2 separate regions of the Hordeum vulgare genome follow, and region 1 is linked to region 2. The links are chromatin contacts, called in public Hi-C maps. All regions are on one chromosome and are shown on one strand. The core of a region is the stretch at or near the end of the contact, and the rest is flanking DNA. Distances in the headings are between cores, read along the strand shown.

Region 1 (5,464 bases), core at 690-3,189, 930 kb before region 2:
GGGCAAGATTAAGTAGGGAAACTATAATCTAGAAGCAAATGTGAAAAGATCTTTGCAAACATATACATTTAATGATTCCTAAAGAAGACACCTACATTTAATCGAAGGACTCACAGTTACATGTACACTTGTAAAGCATGAGGTAACCTACCTTGATGGTGCGAACCTGAAAAAAAAGAGGTGAAACCCAGATTATTGATTCGACCTACAGAACATAGATCAGATACATACATATATAAATACGAGAAGTAAAGTACCTTTGTTCGAACAGACAATGGGTTTGAAACAGTAAACTTGAAGAACTGAGGAAGATATTTACGCTCCGCATCACCATCATTATATAAAGCAGTACAGACAAGCCTGGATTCAATAACCACACAAATCAAATAAATAATCAAGATTGCTATCGCCAAAGCAACAGTTGTGGAAGTTAAATAAAAAGGAAAGGAGCATACGTATGTGCGCCAAGTTCTTTGACATCATGCTCCACGATAAAATCATATCTACCCCCTGATCGAATCGATTCAACAGGTGATTTCGATGTATCCAGGAGAAGTATCCTCTGTCTCTCGGTTTGTATTTCTGCCTAATGCAAGTAAAGTTCAGTCAAACTTTGTGACAGAGTAAGACCAAACTGTATGAGAGAGCAGAGTCCACAATGCATATCATCACAAAAGGGAATGCATAAGTATCACAAATCTGAAGACAGATAGACCTGCAAATCCATGATCGGAACTATCGTGCATGCATAACAAGAGCTAAAAAGAGCTAAGGCCAGCCATCCACATGAAAATAATGATGCTACTTGCGTGCATACTGTCTCACATGTGCTGATACCTCATATCACCAGTTGTAGATCGACTTGATCAAACACCATATGGAAACTGCAACGTACAAATTACAACTGAACATTCATGACGGTAGCAAGGCGATTCAGTAATCGACCTTAATGATAGGTCATGACTGCAGCAATAAGAACTAAGTCTATCTTTGGTAATGACTGCAGCAATAAGATTGGTCATGACCACAGCGACAAGAACTAAGGCTAAACATGCAGCATCCTGCTGATCCGGAGATTCCAAAAGTAATAACCTACTCCCTCGGTCCCTCCGTTCTTAAATATAAGACGTTTTGGTAGTTCAAATTGAACTATGAATATTTAGGAAGTAGCAGTTTAACTGACGTGTCACAATTCACACCAGCCAATAATAACTGGACCAATTGAATCAATGGTTTCCGTCAGAAATTGAGACAATTGTCTAGAGATGATCTAATGCACTTGAAACTTCGTGAGACAAAAAGAGCGCGGCGGCTCAACACACCTTGATTATGACTTCCCTGGCTTCCAAGCCGGAGCTGTTGTTGATGCTGATGTAGCTGCAGAATGTCTCCCCCAAATAGATCGCCCTACTCACGAAGACACAGAAGCATCAGCGCAGGCTCTCGTCTAGAGCCGCACAAAACATTATAGTCTATAAGGAAATGGAAAGGCTAACCCGAAGGCCTGTGGGAGGACGAGGAGTCCGGGGGGCGCCAGGGCGTCGGCGGTGTCGTGGAGGAGGAAGCGATCGCGGAAGGTGAAGTCCCCGGCAACGGTGGTGGCTGCGCCGGGGTCGGGCGGGTGGAGCAGGCCCTGAAGAAAGTCGGCGGCGGCGGAGGGGTCGGGGGAGGTGAGCGCGTCCTCGGGGAGGAAGACGTCGCGGGGGTCGAAGCGGAGGAGCGCCGCCGGGTCGGGCCGCAGCGAAGGGCGGGACAGCCGCATCACGCGGAACGCCAGCGAATGGTTCTGCTGCGCCGCCGGCAGCTGGTGCGTCGCCGGGGACGGCTGCTGCGCGCCGGCGTAGGGCGACGACATCGCTAGCGATGTGCAGAGAGATCTGGATGGATGTGATCTCGTTTCTGAAGTCGCGTCGCAGTTTCGCGGCACTCAAAAGACTAGCTAGTTAAGAAGAAACGAAAAGTGCAGCTAAAGTTCGTCTATCTATTTTAGAGGGCGAAATTAGTTCAATAAAAAAATCGCGCTGGAGCTGAGAAAATTGTAAACTTCGAACACAGCACGATCACATCAGCAAAAGAAATCGGGAAACAAAGCATAACACTGCCGTGAAATCAAGGGCCTCTTTGTCATTGATTCGTAGGATTTCAGTCTTCTCAGATAGGATTGTAATGTCATGTTCTTTTGAATACTACATTATCTTGGTTTGCCTGCATCATAGAAAAAACAAAAGATCCTTTCTACTTCTAAGAGGCTTGAGTGGATGCTAAAATTCGTATGAAATGTAATACTCCTTCGGTCCCAAAATAAGTGACTCAAAAATAACTTTATTTTATAGTACTAAAATTAGTATAGAACTAAGTCATTTTTGAGTCACTTATTTTGAAACGAAGGGAGTACAAAGGAATGCTTAGGAAAATTTCTTATAGGATTCAATCATACAAATCAAACAAACAGTGTGGGAAAAAATCATAAGGTTTCCAATCCTTCAGGATTCAAAATTCCTACAAAAATCCTTTGAATCAAAGGATCCAAGAACATACGATGCCAAGGAACTAGGTAGTGACAACTGCAGCTTCCATCTCATCTAACAGAACATAACATTCACATAAATTTACATGGTGTGCAGAGTTTATTTTTATCAAAATAGCTGAACTCACCTAAAGATGAGGGGTAAATCATCATTTCACATCGCTAGCAATTTAGCTACATCCATCACTAGCAATATGTGTATCTAACAGCTTTGTTCGAACATTGTGATACATTTACACACATAAGAAACGCACAATGCAAACATTGCCATCTCCCCTAATATTACTATACTTTTACATAGCCGTTAGAGCCAAGTCTCAGTATCTGCTTTAAGCTTTTGACCTCTGGAGGTAAAAGCCAAAGCGCTGGGGCATGAGACTGATGATCTAATTGTTGGGCACAAAATTATCCAACATGGTAACCAACAATGCTCGTTCAGATTTGGCCAAGCAGCAACTACTATAGAAGAATTAGCATGGTGAAGTAGTCACGGAAGACAGCGATCACACAACTTTCACCCATGACCCACCACACATTGGACATGCTTGGGTCCACCGGCTGATCCACCACGCCTCGCGTTCATTTGCCATGTTTGCGGCACCAGGCTGTGCAAATGCACAAGTTTGCCGTAAACATCGTATGCACTGCAGAAGAGAGGATTAGACACAAAACTGGATAGAATACACTGATAACATCTAGTATAAAAAAACAGGAATGAGACTAATTGCCAAGCGAATCTAAGCATACTCACCTTATACCATTCACCATCAAGTCCTGTTTTCCACACGGCTGTAATGACATCTCGTCGAGACCCCATTACGCCAAGATAAGCTCCAAGACCTACAGATGTTTTCAGACCAAATGCTGCATCTCTTTCAGACAACCGGCGCTTTCTTGGCCAAAGACTTTGAATCCCAAAGTTAGTTTTACCCTCCTCTTCCATGTCAGACGCGTGTGGGTTGATATGACCACCTATTTTCAGATGTGGCATATTATCCAATGGACCGAGATCATCTGGTTCTGACCAGGGCCCTCCAAACATGTTGCGCCTATGCCATTCTTCAGAAGGAGGTTGTAGTTCCAATTCTCGAAGTAAAAGACCAGCAGCATCAGCTCCCCGTGGACGCGGCATGTTCTGCAAAAAAAATACAAAATGAAATAGCATGCATATTCAGATCGCTGCACCACCTCTCCACACACTTCGTTGAGAATGAGACCCCCTGATTCCCATAAATAATACCTGCGAGGCTCTGAACATGTCGAGTTACAACTCACATGTCCTTGCCCCACCTCCATGGTGGTAACACTATTTCACTTGCCTTTTATTATCTTTGGCACTTGTTTACTGAGGTTGTATAGTATAAGTACCGGAATCACCCGAGTCACTCAAAAACAGTACTCCTTCCGATCCATATTAAATGCCGCTGATTTAGTACTCCCTCCGTCACGGTTTAGAAGGCACGGTTAAACTTGCGTGCATTCCAAAATAGACAAGGTTTAAGGCGCGAAAGCAATTACTCCTATTAATTAGTACTAGTACTACTCATGCATGCGCCCTCCCAATTTGCTGCTCGCACATTAGTACTAGTATTTTCTCAGTTGATTAGGTGCATTAGTATTTACACCTGCTACATCTCACAACCAATCGATGACTACCTTGGTCCCAGAGATTTTACAAGGGTGCCTTCTAAACCGTGACGGAGGGAGTACAAAGTTGTGCTCCATCCGATCCATTTTAATTGTCGCTGATTATTCTTTTAGGGACTAAATCCACCATTAACTTGGGCAAGTATAAGTAGCAGAGAACATAGAATACTACAATCTCTTTTTCTCCAAGACAATATACCATTATTATTATCGCATGTTATTTAAATGTTGGACACTCACACATATACATAAATTCTTAAACGGACGAAGGTTCGTTGAGAAACTGTGTTGTACCTGCATATGGGGACCAAGAGATGCTTCCACTACCTCAGGGAGCACAGTGTAAGTGCCGTCGATGAAGTGCAGCCTTATAATTATGTTGCTAGTGCCAACCTGAGAAACAGGCAATGGGTGTTGCAAGCCTGATGTCCTTCGACAAAGGTCAACCAATATGAGAAATAGAACCTTCACCTGCAATAAAGCATTTCACGAGTCCAAATAATTAGTGAAACTGCATTAGAAGCATGTAGAAAATCCTGAGTCCAAGTAATTAGTGAAACTGCAGTATATCATCGGTAAACTATCCAATCAAATCTTAGTCTTACAGTAATACACGGTTAGTAAAACTGCAGTAGTCAACTGGGTAGATTAATACAACAAAGTAAACTATCCCAGTAATCAGTCTTACAGTGGCTCTGAACAAGCTAGCTAACTCACGGTTTCCAGATAACATACAGATATAATATACCATGTAATGGCTCTTATACAGATGTTTTGGTCAAGAAACTACAGGGACTGGAGAGGAATGTTCAAATGGAGGTGCAGTAACATTTTCAGTAACTTATAATTGTTATCTGTCAACATGATGAAATAAAAAAAAAGCATGTTTGGTGCGTGATTTAACTTTGACAACTGACGTAAACTGAAATGTGGGCATTGCCCCCTCTCTCTCCAACATATATGACTTTTTTACTTCATTCATATTGTTAGTCCCTGAGAAGTGTAGAATGGTTAACGGAAAACGCAATTTCAGTGCTTCTCTTAAAACAATACATGCTACAGTGATTTAGCAAAAGAAACTCATGGCAATAAATTACTGTTGTTACCTCATCCGATGTGTAGCCCTGGCCAGCATTGCCAGAACCAATTCTAACAGATTTTCCCATTGGATTTTCTTCAAGACCCTTTGCTCCAAGAACCAACTGTCCACGTGTAGCTGCACCATCTTCCACTTTGGCAGCCCCTAGACCAGATCTTACAGCAGAAATAGCAGAACTACTGTCCTCTATC
Region 2 (5,443 bases), core at 1,919-4,418:
GGTAGGTAGAAAACAAAATTTATTTGTGCAACTCTCATGTGGTTAAGCATTGAACTAGGCAGTTTTTAACGACATTCAGCCATTTAGGGCTCGCGATGTGATATTTCTGCAGTGCACTAATTATTACTCCCTCCGTCTGAAAATAAGTGTCTTTAGCTTAGTACAATTTTGTACTAGAGTTAGTACAAAGTTGAGACAGTTATTTTGGGACAGAGGGAGTATTATTTTTGCATAAAATGGAGTTAAGACAGCTCATGTATTATGTTGTTAGGCATGCGCGTCATGTCTTATTTCATTCAAGTGGCTTTACAAAGCATAAAGAAGTTTCGAAGATGTACTAAACACAGTGGAGTGCATAATTTAGTGTGTGTGTCTTTTTTATATTATTTTTTGTAAGGGTAGACATGCACTGTGTAGTTAAAGATGAGATATTTGACTTTAACATGTATGATATCATGCTCTGCATGTATGGGCGCTGTCCCAAGTGCAACTGTGAATTTGGTGAACAATTTTGGTACAGTGTACCATGTCCAATATTTGATGTTCATGCACAATTTTAAACTTTTGTCTTCTACCACTTGGTATGCTATAAAATTGAAATTGCTGGCAATGACCTTGTTGGGAAAATCCGAAAATGGCAGACACAGGGCCAGGTCTGTGGTCCATGACAAGGTGCTCAAAGAAATAAATGTTTAACTAAACCAAGTACCTAGCATCTAAGCTAACTTAAGAATAAGATAGTTTGACAGCTTATTTGAGTACCAAAAAGTCTTTTTGTCTACTGATAGGTGTAATTCTACTTCTCAAATGAGATTCTCAAACAATTGGGTGCGAAAGTATCACCTAGTATCAGGAAAAGGCAATGTAAACTTGAACATAGTGCCATAAGGTTGTAAGCTAATACTCCTAGTGGAACCCTTGCTGCCAATTGGTATAGGCTTGATAATTCTTGCTGAACATAACTGTGAAAACACCAGATCACCGAAACGCAATGCAGTTGCACTCCATAATGTACTACTCCCTCCGTCTCATAATATAAGACGTTATTACATCCAATATGTGAGTATATTGGATGTAATAATGTCTTATATTATCGGACAGAGGGAATAATACATTACTTTGCATGGTTACTTAACGCTCCATGAACTATTCAAACTAAGTCGCAAGCAAGTGCACTTTTGGTAAATCAATGACACACAGTATTGCATGGTAATCAAAACTTTGAAATTATACCATGACGAAGACTAATGCATCGGCGTAAAACTGAAGTTCACAAACTTACAGTTCAGATTTGGAGGAGCAACTATAGTTATAACTTTGAGTTAAACAAAATGACACTTTCCGATAATTTGAGGTGGTGTTCAATTTATTTATGCTGAATTAAAGCTGAAAGGTTCTTCCAATGAACAATACAGTGTATTTAAAATATATTCAGACCTTAAGTTCTGTGGTAATCTTTTCCCTAGGCATACTAGCAAAAACATAGAAAGGTAAACAAACTTTCAAGTATCCATGGTATTGGTACGTACGCCATACCTACAGGTATGAAGGTGAAATCTGATATTCTTTTCTCAATGGTGCGAACAATTTTGTCTTGCCCTCTTCTAAGAAATGTTCCTGAACTCGTTCGCACCCTGAATACATTTAATTAAGCGTAAGTGGGCATCAGGTTCCGTAACAGTTCCAAAAGAAAGAAGAATTTGCAGTGTCCAAACCTGCTATCTTTACTCCCTCCAGTTGCAGAATCAACCACTGTCGATTTCTTCATGTGAGGCTTTGCCAATGAAATCAAATATTCACATTCTTCCTTGGACTGAGAGCAGCAGTAAAGTCAGTCATACCCAGATCGCTATTTGAAGCGAACTAACCAGTTATAATAAATACAACAAACACACATGACATTTCTTCATCTCCTATTATGCAATGTCATCAGAAGTAAACACCTTCCAAAGGCATTTTGGATACTAATAATCACAATGCCAAGTTTCTAATGCCAGTGTTAATATTTATCATCTACTTCTTTGTCCCAAGCACATGTGCCTGAACTTCCGAGTTTGAGCCCCTGACTTGAAGGTCAAGCAGATTCGAAGCACAAATTATGTGTGACTATATATATGAGGATTCCTAGATGGACAACACACATGTAGAACTCAGCAAGAGCCATGTCCGGACACCCAGCATGTACAATAGCCCTCCCACGGCAAAATGCCAGCAGCGATCCAGCTCACGCCTGGTTCCTTAGTGCACAATTTTCTGTACCAAATTCACATCATAACTAAACTTCATTCGGCATTCTTGCGACTGAAGTACAAGCATTTCGGATTTTACTTCACGAATCTAATCTGGTACGGCTGGGCCAATGTGTACAACGAGCTCTTAAACTGGATTTCAACAATCGTCTAAAATCACCAACAAAGATCTCAAGATCTCCCAACGCGCATCCTAGAACCGATAACAAAGCACGTAAAGAATAAAGAGGCAGCCGTCCCGGCCCAAACCAAAACACAGAATGGGGGCAAGGCAAGAGACTCACGAGGAAGTTGTGGTAGATGAACGCCCGTGGCTCCCAGGACAGGACCTCCGTCCAGGGCTCCCCTTTCTCCCCGCCCTTCTCCAGCCTCCTGCACAACGACAACGGAGAAGAAGAAGCACCGCGTCAATCTCGCGCAAAAAAAGGGAGGGCAACGAACGCGGCGGATCACGGAGGCCGTGGGCGTCGGAGGAAGAACGGGGACGCACGACTCGAACGCGGATCTGCGGAAGCGCGGGCGCGGGAGCGAGAGGACCGCGCCGCGGCCGGAGCCGGCCGGCAGCGAGAGCGCGCCGAGCGCCAGGAGGAGCAGCAGCGCCACCGACGCGAGCAGCAGCGCGGCCAGGATCGCCTTGGACGGCTTCCCGCGCCTCCCGCCCCCGGCGCCGCCTCCCAGCAGCGGCCTCCCGCCCCGCCCCGCCGTCCTGCTCGCCATCGCGCCCGCCCGGGATGGGATGCGGCCTGGCCTCGGGTCTCGCGGCGCCGGCCCCGGTGGGTTTAGCGCCTCCTCCTCCTCCTCTTCGTCGTCGTCCTCCTCTGTCTCTCCTTCTCTCTCGCGCTGTGACCCGAGTCGTCGGTCTGTTTCGGGCTCGATGAGATATGCTGCCGCTGCCGCTGCCGCTGCTGATGCATTTGTTCGGCTCGACGAGGTATGATGCTAGCTGTACCGTGAAACTGCTGCGCGTGCCGTGGGTCCCGTAGATGACGTGTCGGCATTGCGAGAAAGTGGGCCCCACTGCGGACAAAGTCCACCGGCCACGCGCAAAAGAGTGGGCCGACAAGGTACAGACGCGCAGCCCAGCTACACAACCGCAATCCGAACCAACCTATGGGTAATAAATTGCCAGCAGACGGTGGTATTATCGGTCCGTCAGGTTTTAAATTTTGGTTTTCGAATTTATTTTAGAACTTTTTATGATGCATATTTAATGAAAAGAAACAGTTCCGTTTACAACGAGGTGTCTATGATGATTTCATAAATTTTAAAATGTTATACCAACTCAGTCTCTCGAAGGTGATCACAGGAATTAGATATGTGTGTATGTATTTATAGACACGAGTGTATGCACGTGTACATAAGCGTTTATGTTTGTATTATGTTAAAAAAAATCTACACGACTAAAATATGAATAATTTCTTATATCTATACTAAATATTCAACAATTAATATGAATGGAGGGGACGCAGACTTCAATAACTATGTAGGCTATACAAACTATTTTTAATCACTCAGAAGATAGACGGCAAGACAAGTAGAATCTGACCCATTTAGGTGCTAGACTCATCTGCATCCGTTTAGAAAAATAATTATAAAAGGAACTAAAAAATACATGATAGAAAATTTATTGCGCGAGGTCCAATCTAAGTTTCAGGTCATTTAAAAATCTGAGTAGCTCTTAGTAAAAAAGCAAATCAACTCAGAACAGTGTATGAACAATAAAATTTTATAGACCTTGAATTTATTTATTTTGCCGAGAGATGCTCATATGTCTGAGTGATTTAAAAAATAAAGCAAACTATCAAACTATCTAGCAAGTAAAAAAATGAAGCTCTTTGATTTTTTAATATTTATTTTGATTCATTCTATTTAGTATGGATGCAGATGAGCGTAGGCTGTGAAGTGGATTATCATTGAACGATGCACCTATATTTTCCGACAACCCGATTACATAACAGCCATGGAAGCAGATATGGGATCGGGAAAGGGGTAGCTCCGCTAAACCAGTTTGTACAGTTTATGAAATATAGAGGATATCTGAAACTGCAGCTAGGGCATCTATCTTCATAGCTGCCAGTGAAATCCTTATACGAAATCAATTTATTTTATTTAAGGTAGGTGTCAATGAAATGCCCATACAAAGTCAATTTATCCAATTAGAGCTATAAAATCTTAAAAAGGGTATGTAAATATAAACAATGTCTGTTTTTCTTTAGGGGGGTTTTACCCCTCAAAAGAAAAGATTGACATTCTTTTATTCTGGGTAAGGTGATCAGATCACTTGCCCAGACATGTTCATACTTGCCATGGATGATCACAGTTTTATGGATGTATTTCGAGATTTAATAGATTTATTGTTTCATTGGTAAGTGATTTTTTCATCGATTACGAAGGTGTATGTAGTGACTTCATCAATTTTAAGATGATGTGTTGGCTTAATCTTTTAGATATGCTTATAGAAATAAAATATGTGTACATGCATTTATAGTGATGAGCGCATGCTCTTGTATATGAACGACTTCGTTTATACTGTGTTAAAAAAAGGCAAAATGTTTGTGATGATTGTACTGTATTTCACCCTAAAAAGAACTTTGAAGCCAGCGCAAAAAGAAAAGAACTTTGAAGAACGAAAGTTACCTGGCCTTGAAGAATTTGTCCATGGATAGACGGAGAAGAAAACAAAACAGCAGCACGGACGCGGACGGAAGCTACAAGTCGTATGCAAAACAAGTGCATCTGCGGAGGCCAGGACTAATCTGTATTTTGTATATAGAGCTAGCTAGACTAGAGTCTCCCTCGACGTGAAATACGCAGCAATGCCTGATTACAACTGCTTTCTTTTCGAGTAACGATTACAACTACTATCAGACGCAAGTCGGCACCAGATGCCAATCCGCAAACCACCTCCTCGATTTTTTTTTCCTTCCGTAGCCAGCGCTCACACGGAGCTACTTCGGCCACGGCCCATAAGCGCGAGGTCCTATGCACCAGCAGAGCTTATAAAAAGGGACTGCTAGACATCCATTGATACATTTGTGGTAACCATCCATCACCCTTTTAGCCATCTGATGCATACGCGTGCACCGTCCGATCACCAGCTCGGTCGCCTCCGTCCACCACACAAAATCCTGAAACAACGCTCCAGTTGCGGAAACAAGCACGTTGCTACGTCGTCCGACTGGCGGGTTAAAATA

What was found. A called contact is a pair of places that touch in the nucleus more often than the background predicts.
Region 1: a Hi-C map of leaf shows a contact between it and region 2, with 4 times the contacts expected there. The contact joins the promoter of LOC123432937 here to the promoter of LOC123432846 in region 2. A contact is called at or near these places in 2 of 6 Hi-C or Micro-C datasets (leaf and seedling).

The regions. Positions count from the first base shown.
Region 1 is chr1H:309,611,982-309,617,445 of MorexV3_pseudomolecules_assembly, reverse strand. LOC123432937 (trafficking protein particle complex subunit 13) reads right to left here and starts at 1,939. Exons shown (of 12, transcript XM_045115425.1): 1 at 1,497-1,939; 2 at 1,323-1,407; 3 at 456-586; 4 at 258-360; 5 at 152-166. The coding sequence starts at 1,855. It overlaps LOC123432911 (mediator of RNA polymerase II transcription subunit 16), which reads right to left. Exons shown (of 16, transcript XM_045115424.1): 13 at 5,281-5,464; 14 at 4,469-4,645; 15 at 3,279-3,662; 16 at 2,556-3,171. The coding sequence ends at 3,031.
Region 2 is chr1H:308,679,068-308,684,510 of MorexV3_pseudomolecules_assembly, reverse strand. LOC123432846 (probable prolyl 4-hydroxylase 3) reads right to left here and starts at 3,168. Exons shown (of 8, transcript XM_045115419.1): 1 at 2,740-3,168; 2 at 2,534-2,621; 3 at 1,716-1,813; 4 at 1,537-1,634. The coding sequence starts at 2,966.